Regions from separate parts of the Zea mays genome. Here regions 1 and 2 are each linked to region 3. A link is a contact called in public Hi-C data. All regions are on one chromosome and are shown on one strand. The core of a region is the stretch at or near the end of the contact, and the rest is flanking DNA. Distances in the headings are between cores, read along the strand shown.

Evidence for each region. Hi-C and Micro-C count contacts between places; a contact is called where the count stands out from the background.
Region 1: a contact with region 3 is called in a Hi-C map of leaf, with 6 times the contacts expected there. The contact joins the promoter of LOC103643706 here to the promoter of LOC100281419 in region 3. A contact is called at or near these places in 3 of 25 Hi-C or Micro-C datasets (ear, leaf and tassel) and 1 of 3 datasets of contacts at active chromatin or transcription factors (seedling).
Region 2: a Hi-C map of endosperm shows a contact between it and region 3, with 4 times the contacts expected there. The contact joins the promoter of LOC100192984 here to the promoter of LOC100281419 in region 3. A contact is called at or near these places in 4 of 25 Hi-C or Micro-C datasets (bundle sheath, ear, endosperm and 1 more).

Annotation. Positions count from the first base shown.
Region 1 is chr1:258,835,928-258,839,126 of Zm-B73-REFERENCE-NAM-5.0, forward strand. LOC103643706 (F-box/LRR-repeat protein At3g48880) reads left to right here and starts at 1,779. Exons shown (of 2, transcript XM_008666878.3): 1 at 1,779-2,301; 2 at 2,411-3,199. The coding sequence starts at 1,916. The coding sequence ends at 2,909.
Region 2 is chr1:258,321,371-258,324,485 of Zm-B73-REFERENCE-NAM-5.0, forward strand. It overlaps LOC100192984 (Speckle-type POZ protein), which reads left to right and starts at 1,466. Exons shown (of 1, transcript NM_001138156.1): 1 at 1,466-2,830. The coding sequence starts at 1,510. The coding sequence ends at 2,589.
Region 3 is chr1:258,577,583-258,580,679 of Zm-B73-REFERENCE-NAM-5.0, forward strand. It overlaps LOC100281419, which reads right to left and starts at 1,629. Exons shown (of 9, transcript NM_001361494.1): 1 at 1,455-1,629; 2 at 516-648; 3 at 1-410. The coding sequence starts at 571.

The DNA.
Region 1 (3,199 bases), core at 529-3,028, 260 kb after region 3:
CTAATGAATGAACTAAATTTCAGTTTAACGCTAGCTAATTAAGAAAATATTTGGATATCCTTTTCTAAACTTTAGAGTTCTAGTATGGGGTGGACTAAAGTTTAAAGTTAGCTTTGCATTACTTGTCTCGAGCTAATTTAAGTCTAAAATTTAGACTAGAGAATCTAAACAAGTTCTAACAACTATCAAGTAGTCCATTAATTAATCCGGTAAACTCATGTAATAGAAGTATAGGACTAACATGTATCCATGGAGCTGCAAACAACACATACTCCCTCCAAATTAAAATTCGTTTTGGGGTGTTAATGTATTTATACAATACTTGACGTATGTGTTTTATATTTGTTCAGATTCATTATCATTTATTTGAATATATACATGGAACCAAGACTATTTTGGGACAGAGTGAGTATATAATAAAACTTTAGTTGACTAAACTAAATATTACTTTCTCTGTTCCAATTTACAATTCGTTTGATTTTTTACACAAAGTTTGATCGGCTCATTTTATTCAAAAAATCATAATTTTTATTAATTTTTATTGTGATACTGTTTAGTATATAATGTACTTTAAGCATAGCTTTGCATTTTTTTTTTGCAAAAACGTTGAATAAGACAAGCCGACTAAACTTGATACATAAAAGTCAACAAATTATAAATTGGTATAATACTCCACCTGTCCTAAAATAAAATATTGAATATAGACATAAAAATTAAGAGTTAAAACCAATTTTATTTTGAGACGGATGGAGTAGTGACTAATTTTTATTTTTGAGAGTTGTTTTGGTGATTAGGGAATTGGAAGGGATCCATAAGGAAGGAAATCTCCTGCTCTTCAATTTTAAATAGAGAAAGGTTTCATCTCTATAGATTAACTTTAATTCTCTGGTCACCAAATCAATCCTAAAGTTTTGACTAGACCTAAGCAGGGCCGCATGTGCCCTTTATATATTTCTGTTTTTATCCTGACATGCCTCGGTCCCGGGACACATATACACCCTTCATTCGATTTTATTTTATAGAGTGAAAATATTTTAAATGCAATTAATCTTATATAATAATAACACTTATAATATTAAATAAGTACCTTATATTTTATATTGATTATTTTACAGCATTCTTGTTTAATATTCTATAGTTCTATTATTTGTTTTAAATTTTTGACTAAACCCGAGATATTTTGATAAAATTATAGTAGCTTGTAATTTAAAACGGAGGCTTTAGTTTTTAAGCACGTGGAGCGTCCCCAGCAGTGAATGCTGCAAAAGCGAAAACCGCGTCGCACTGTGTGCACTGCACATTGGGCAGCAGGCCAGCAGCCAGAAGGAGCAGGCCAGTCGTGTCGTGCGTGTGCGTGCCCGGCCGGCCAAGTTGCATGCATGGTCAATGGTCAAATGGCCAAGATGCATAGCACACGGACACAGTAGTACAGGGCGCGTCGCTGTTAACGACCCATTCAGTAAAAGATAGTAGAACGGCCGTCTCTCCATTTCAACTAGTAGGAAAACCCTTTCAAAAAAAACTAGTACAATTGTACAAAAACGTACACAACGAGCCGTATTTCGCTAGTATCTTACGTATACGAATATGACGCATGGGCTTAATTATGCAATTTATGCAGGCCCTAGCGTGAGCACTGTATTGTTCATGTCATGCCTACGGCGTATGCGTATCGTATTTGATAATGGACGAAAAGAGGGGGAGAAAACGAAAAACAAGAGAGAGAGATATATATATATATAGAATGGCTCGCGAGACCGGTCCGACCACGGCAGCTTTGTAAAGGCGGGGGCGGCTGCCTCTATATATCTGTCATTCTTCTCTCTCTCTCTCTCTCTTAAGTCTTACCATTCGCATTGTAAAGCCGCCCATCGACTCCTCGAGCTCGATCGCTCGCCGCCAAGAACTACAAGCCATGGAGACGGCGTCGGCCGCGTCCGTCCAGGGCCCCAGCGCGGCGCCGTGGGCGGACATGGACACGGACTGCCTGGTTCACGTGTTCGGGCGCCTCGACCTGGAGGACCTGGCGGCGGCGGCCCCGCTCGTGTGCCGGGGCTGGCGCCGGGCCGCCGCCGAACCGTCCCTGTGGCGCGCCCTCGACCTGCGCCGGGACCACGTCGCGCGCTTCATGCCCTGGGGCGCGCTCGCCGCCGCCTTCGCGCGCCGCTACGCCGTGCGCGGCTTCTCGCTCGCGGGCTTCCTCAGGATCTGCGTGTGGCGCGCGCGCGGCTCCGCCGAGGACGTCGCGCTCCCGCCGCTCCTCGCCGAGCCGGCGCACGAGATCGACCACATTTCGCTCCGGTTAGTGCCTCTGTCTGCCTGCTGCGCACGCCTCGCCTCTGTATGGTTGCTCTTGCTGTTGCTGCCACCTCGCACGAGCACGCGTCTCACATGCTTCGGCGTCGAGCAGGTGCCCCAGGTTGCGGCGCCTGGCGCTCCCGCACCTGACGGTCGGCGACGAGGCGCGCCTGCCGGACCTCGTCCCGCGGTGGCCGCTGCTGGAGCATCTGGAGCTGGAGACAAAGCCGTCGTCCTCCTCCTTCCCGGCGCTCGCCGCGCAGGTCGCGCTGCACTGCCCGGCCTTCGCCAGCCTCAAGACCTCGGGGGCCTTCAAGCGCGAGGACGCCGCGGCGCTGGCGCGCTCCCTGCCCAGGCTCCGCTCCCTCTGCGTCGACCGCTCCTACCTGCCCAAGGAGCAGCTTCTCGCCATCCTCGCCGCCTGCAGGGACCTGCGGGAGTTCAGCGCGCGCAGCTGCGTTGGCTTCGACGACGAGGACGAGGAGGTGCTCAGGCACGGGGCCAGGATCCTGCGGTTCGACGTCGGAGGGTCGAAGCTGGTGGACGAACTAGACGACGAGTTCCCCGGCGGTGGCGGTTTCTGCGACTCGTCCTACGTTGACGTGATGTGATCTCTGTCGCTGGTGCTCGCGGTCGCGGCGCGGCTGCTAAGTGACAGAGCCCACACATAAGTACACAACATAATTAATGCAGTTTGGATTTCATTCTATTGTATGAGCAGGGGAATTATACTATTATTATTGTATTTAGAGGCGTTTGGTTTCTAAAAATAATTTTTAGTCTATTATTTTATTTAATTTTAGTCTCTAAAATGTTAAATACGAAAACTAAAATAAAACTTTACCTTTCATATTTATTAATTTAGAGATTAAAATAAAATAAAATAAAGGTACTATCTCCA
Region 2 (3,115 bases), core at 216-2,715, 260 kb before region 3:
GTCCGGCCCTAAACCACGTCGTGCTTTCGTTGGGCCGTGCCGGCCCAAGCCCGGCCCGTATATTTGACCATATAAAATGAAAATATTATAACCATATAAAGTTCATAGCTTACTAAATTAAAGATATTAAACAATTATAACATCATTTAACCACATAAACTTCAAATATAACAACAATATAAAGTCGATATCTTACTAAATTAAAGAAATTAAATAGATTGGGCTTATTTGGGCCGTGCCGGCCCAAGCCCGGCCAATCTATGCGGGCCGTGCCGGGGCCCGACGGGTCGGAATTTGAGGCCCGGCCCAAGCCCGCCTTTAGGCCGTGCTAGCCCGGCCCATATTATTTCGTGCTGGGCCGTGCTTTGGGCTCTTATTTTCGGGCCGTGCTCGTGCTGGCCCGAAAAGCCCGGCCCAGATTCCCAGCACTAGACACGACCATAGCAAACATTGCGAGAGGCGGGATGAGGGTTGAGGTGCAGCGAGGCCTTTGGTATTATTGGATTTCTACTAGCGGTTGCGGTGTTTATCGTGCTCAGAGGTAGGGTGCGACGCGCTCGCGCGCTTGTGGATCAGGGACGTACGACTAGTGTTAAGAATAGGAACGGGCCGGACCAGGCCAGCTCGAGCTCATCGTGCTTCGTGCTAAACGGGTTCGGGCTAAGAAAGCCTAAATTTTTTTAGGTTGTGCCGTGTCAGTCTAAAGTGTACTCCGGCCTAGCCCTAATTACGTCGTGTCTTTATTGGATCGTGTCGGTCCAAGTCCGACCCATATATTTGACCACATAAAATCAAAATATCGCAACCATGTAAAGCCAATAGCTTAATAAATTAAAGATATTAAACAATACAAACATCATTTGACCATATAAAATCTAAATATCACAATAATATAAAGTCTATAACTTACTAATTTAAAAAATTAAACAACATGGGCTTCATTAGGCCGTGTCGGCCCAAGCCTGACTCATCTGTGCGAGCTGTGTCAGGGTCCGACAGGTCGGAATTTGAGGCCCGGTCCAAACCCACCCGCCTTTAGATCGTGGTAGTCATGTCCATGTTATTTTATACTAAGCTGTGCTTTAGGCTCCTGTTTTCAGGTCGTGCTCGTGCTGGTCGAAAAAGTTGACCCTATATTCACATCCCTACGTACAACACACGAATCCATGCATGTATTAAAGTGCTGCATTAAAATAGTCGAGATAGTTCGTGCTTGATGCTTGCATCGTAGACCTTTCCTGCAGCTTAACACGACACGGGCCTCAGGCTGGGCTGACACAGGCCCGGTAGTCGTCGGACCCGACCATGGGCCGCACGACGAGTGGGCTTGGTACGATCTCCTAGCACGCCAGACTGCCAGAGGATCCAACAGTTTTCTCCGTGATAAAAAAGGCAAAACGGTAGAAGTAGAACCGGCAAAACCCTCCCAATCCCCCCTCCGCTGCCGCCGCCCACCCGACCCAACCGATCGAGGCGCGCCGCCGCCAGTGCCCTACGTTGTTGCCGTCCATGCCGGGATCTTCTCCCTGTCCCGCCGCTGGCTATAGTGGGAGCGGCAACGGCTCCCACTCCGCCATCGTCGCCGGCGCTGTGACCGGCTCCCACGTGCTTAAGATCGTGTTCTATTCCCGCACTAAGGAGGTCCCCAATTGCCAGGTCATCAAGTCCCGCCATTTCTGCCTGGGAGGCCACACCTGGTTCGTGCAGTATTACCCCAATGGGAACTCCGCCGACAACGTCAACTTCATATCGTTGTTTCTCACTATGCATGGTGCAGTAGCCGGCAAGGCAGTGAAGGCGCAGGTCACCATCAGTTTACTCGACCAGGACGGGGAGCCGGTGCCGTCGTACACCCAAGTCACAACATTCGTGGACTTCGCTGAGAAAGGGAGCTGGGGATACCCAGAGTTCATCGAGAGGAAAGCTCTGGAGGAATCCGAGCATCTCAGGGATGACTCCTTCACCGTCAGGTTCGATGTGACCATCATGAGCGACATCCAAACCGTGGCAATGCCGTCAGTGGTCGTGCCGCCGTCCGACATGCACCGGCACTACGCTGATCTCCTGCTGAGCAAGGAAGGCGCCGACGTCAAATTCCGAATCGGCGGGCAGACATTCTCCGCCCATCGGCTTGTTCTCTCGACACGGTCGCCGGTGTTCAAAGCCGAGCTCTTTGGTCCGATGAGAGAGAGCACAACCACCAACGCCATACGCATTGACGACATGGAGCCGGAGGTGTTCGACGCGCTGCTCACCTTCATCTACACGGACACCCTGCCAGAGACGAAGGATGGGGAGGGATGTGCGATGGCCCAGCATCTGCTCGTCGCCGCTGACCGGTATGACCTGGAGAGGCTGAAGTTGATCTGTGAAGATAAGCTGTGCAGGTATATCGATACGGGCTCCGCTGCGACCATCCTGGCTTTAGCTGAAAAGCACAACTGCCATGGGCTTAAGGATGCGTGCTTCGCGTTACTAAGCTCCGCTGCGACTCTTGGTGCATTCATGGAAACAGATGGGTTTGACCACCTGACAGTTAGCTGTCCCAGCCTTCTGAAAGAACTGTTCTCCAAATTTGTTCCGACTTGAACTAAAAAGAGGTGGCGTGTAACAGCAAATCTTGACAAAGTCCTCCTATGTTTTAGTCTTATATATATAGGTACCCCAAGACATTGTATCCTTTATATATGTAGGATCATTTTGGCGGCAAGCTACACTAAGCAGCTTGTGTCTTGGTGCTATGAACAGTGAGTTTAGTTATGTGTACCGGCAGCATTGCATGGATATGCTGTTCGCTTGACTTTAATCTAAAACGGTTTCTATTGCTTCTACAGTGTTTTGTCTCTATGTATTGCAGCTGCAGCAGTCGAAACAGCTGGTTTTAATCCGAAGTGTGTTATATTTTAAAGCTTCATATAGCATAATCTGGGTGGCTGGAATTTGTGCGTGTTTTGGCCTTTGGGGGGCGAGCAAGAGTTTGCTTTCTTCAATTCCGACAGTGACCTTTTGTCATGCTTGTCATTATAGTTTTTTATTGGAGAAATTTTGCTATGGATAGAGTACTAAGAGTGATCTCGTTATTTCACACCAAAGACAATAATTTTTTTAGCGACAA
Region 3 (3,097 bases), core at 379-2,878:
ACTTGGGAGGCGGCATCAGGTCGCACGGGTCCCCCGCCGACACCGCGCACGCCCCGCCGCCGCCGCGCCTGTCGTCCTCTGCTGGGACTGGGACGTCCCCGCCGCACGACTTGCCGCCGGCTTCGGTGCCGGTTCCACCACCAGAGGCCGCCGGCGCCGCATCCGCCGCCGCCGGTGCCGGCGTCGGTGCCTCGCAGAAGAACTCCGAGAAGATGTCCTTGTCCAGCGAGTCGGCCAGCGCGAAGGGGAACCACAGGCCGCCCTCGTCTTCCTGCGGCACGGACGCGGGGGCTGGTGGAGCCGCCACTGCCGCCGCCTTCTCCGGCCTCGGCGGCACCTTCCGGTGGCTCTGGCTCTGCATGACGACATGGCCGTTGCACCATAGCAGCTCGATGAGGTCGTCTTCTTCGCTGCACCAACGCAAGAACACAGCAGAATCTTCGTTATCCTTCCTCCCTCTCCGCGTCACGGTCTCCATGGATCATCAATTAGGGGGGGATCAGAGTAGTGCTCACCCGAGCGGCCTGGAGGTGTCTCCCATGTTGCTCCAATCAGGGACGAACTGGTTCATCGCTCAGATGGCCAGCACAACACAACCATCGATCGATGAGAAGCCGCCAATCACTTCGTGTTCAGTCAGAGCTCACACTGCAAGAAGCAGGGGGAACGTGCATGGGAACTCAAAGCATGATCTTAAAAATTGCTGCCAGCCTTTATGCAACTGTCAATGGAGGAGAAAAAAAACAGTAAACAATGACGTCTCCTGTCCAGGATCTTGCTTGCACCACACAAAAGCCTCTGTTTGACCCCAGATGGAGCAAGCGGTGTGTCACTTAATCTATGCTTGTTCTCTATCTACTATCTGCTATGACTGGCAGCTCTGTTCCAACAAGAAAAAGAGATAGGACGCGGGAATACGATAAATCCGCAGGCCCCACAACAGGGTACACGGATCGGGGGGAAAGCAGGGCATGTGAACAGTGGGGGTGCAAGAACATAACACGCTAACACAGTGATTTGATGGATATATTAAGAGGGAAGAAAACAGAGAAGAAGCGGAAAAAAAAGGAGGATAGGCGTGTGGTGTGGACACCCACATACTCGCGAGGGGAGAAGCACCTGCCTGCTCAGGAGCAGCAACCAAACACGCGGAAAGGTTCTTTCTTTTTGTTATTATTATGTATCGTAGTAATGGAATCGCGATCGATATATAGCAAGAACAGCGGAGAGGAGAGGAGAGCAGATGCTTCGTTGAATTTTTAGCAGAGGACCTTTCTGTCAAGAAGTGTAAAGTTGAGATTGCACGGTGAGAATGGACGGATGACGGTGAAAGTATCATATCAGATTTCGTAAGAAAAAAAAGACGGAGAAGAAGAACAGCTGCGCAGTATGTATTATAGAAGAGAAAGAATTCGAGGGAGAAAGAGAAGCAAGAATCAGAAAAGACCAAGTACCTCTGCAGAGCTAGCTTGGAACCCGGCTTATCGAGGGAGAGCAGACAGCAGACTGCAGAGCGCGGCCTCGATGCTCAGCGCAGACGGTTGCTGCAGGCCTCTGTGACTCGACCTCGCTTCTTCCACCCTCTACAGCCTAGAGCTGGAGCTGTGCTGTGATGAGAGAGAGAGAGAGGTAGACAGCGCGACGGGGAAGTGAGGGAGAGAAGGGAGGGTTGCTTTTATGCAGCGGAGGTGTTGAGCACGCAGAGGCAGACGCAGCAGCATTGCGGTGTGGCTGGACTGAGGTGGATTCCCGCGGACAGGGACGCGCGAGAGCGATGGGAAAGCGGGAGCGAGATGGGCTGATGCTACGGTGTGGTAGAGGAGGTGTAGGGGTCCGGCCGCGCCCGGGGCGAATGATTAGGCGATCGAGCCGGCAGAGCCAGGGCCGCGGGGGCCCCGCGCGGGGGGCCCTTGCAGAGCGGCAGCTAGCGTAGCGTAGCGGCGGCGGCGGCGGCATGTGGATGATGCGGACCAGAAGAGTACTCCTTCGGTCCTTCCCTTACTAATCCTTTAGTAGTAGAGAAGAGGACGATCGGGAGGCGGTGTGCGCGTGCCGTGCCCGTGCATGCCGTTTTGCGCATGCGCCGACACCGCGCAGGTACACTACGGGACTTACCATTTCGAGTAACTAAGACCAACTCCAGCAGCACTCCGCATGCGGCTCCGTATCCGTATTTTGCGGAGTCTAGCACACTATTCATCAGTCCAGCAGGCTCCGCATCCGGCTCCGTAAAACGCACGGCCTGTACCCTGACTCCCCATTTCCACGCTTTCTCTCTTCTCTCCGCAGCTCTCTGCGTGCGCGCGCGCCTGCTGGCGGGCCCCAGGTGTCATAGACTGCATGCGGAGTGGGATGGGGAGTGTTGCTGGAAACGGAGACGGATACGGAGAGGAGAGAGAATGTGTTGGCCGCGCGTTTTAGGGATACGGAGAGGGAGTCTGCTGGAGTTGGTCAACGGGGCCTGTGTGCTAGCTAGCTACGAGCGGACGCTGCTACGTCTACGCTGGTAGCTGCTGCTGTCGGGCGCGGCCACCGTATCTGCGGCTCTGCCTTGCCGGTGCTTCGCCTCGCGCCTGTGCTGACGACGACTGCTGCTAGAGAAGGCACAGCTCAGCTCTCGGTTGTTGCCTGCTCCAGTACTGACGTAGGATGTGGCATTCCACCTCGTTAATCTCTCCCGCCCCTGCTCTCCGTTTTCTCCCGGCAAAGAGAAAGCATTGTTGCCACCAGTCATATATAGTGCTGCGAATATAGTCAAGACTTTTTTTTTTTGCCAGCACGAGCACGGTCTGAAAACAGAAGCCCAAAACACAGTCCAACATGAAATAATATGGGCCGACTAGCACAGCCCGAAGACAGACTTGAGTCGGGCCTTAAATTCCAGCTCGTCGTCCCAGCACGGCCCGCACAGACGGACCAGACTTGGACCGGCACGGCCCAATAAAACCCAAGTTATTTAATTACTTTAATTTGGTAAGCTAGAGACTTTATATTGTTGTGATATTTAGAGTTTATATGGTAAAATGATGTTAGGATTGTTTAATATCTTTAATTTAGTAGGTTATGCACTTTATGTGGTTGTAATATTTTGATTTTA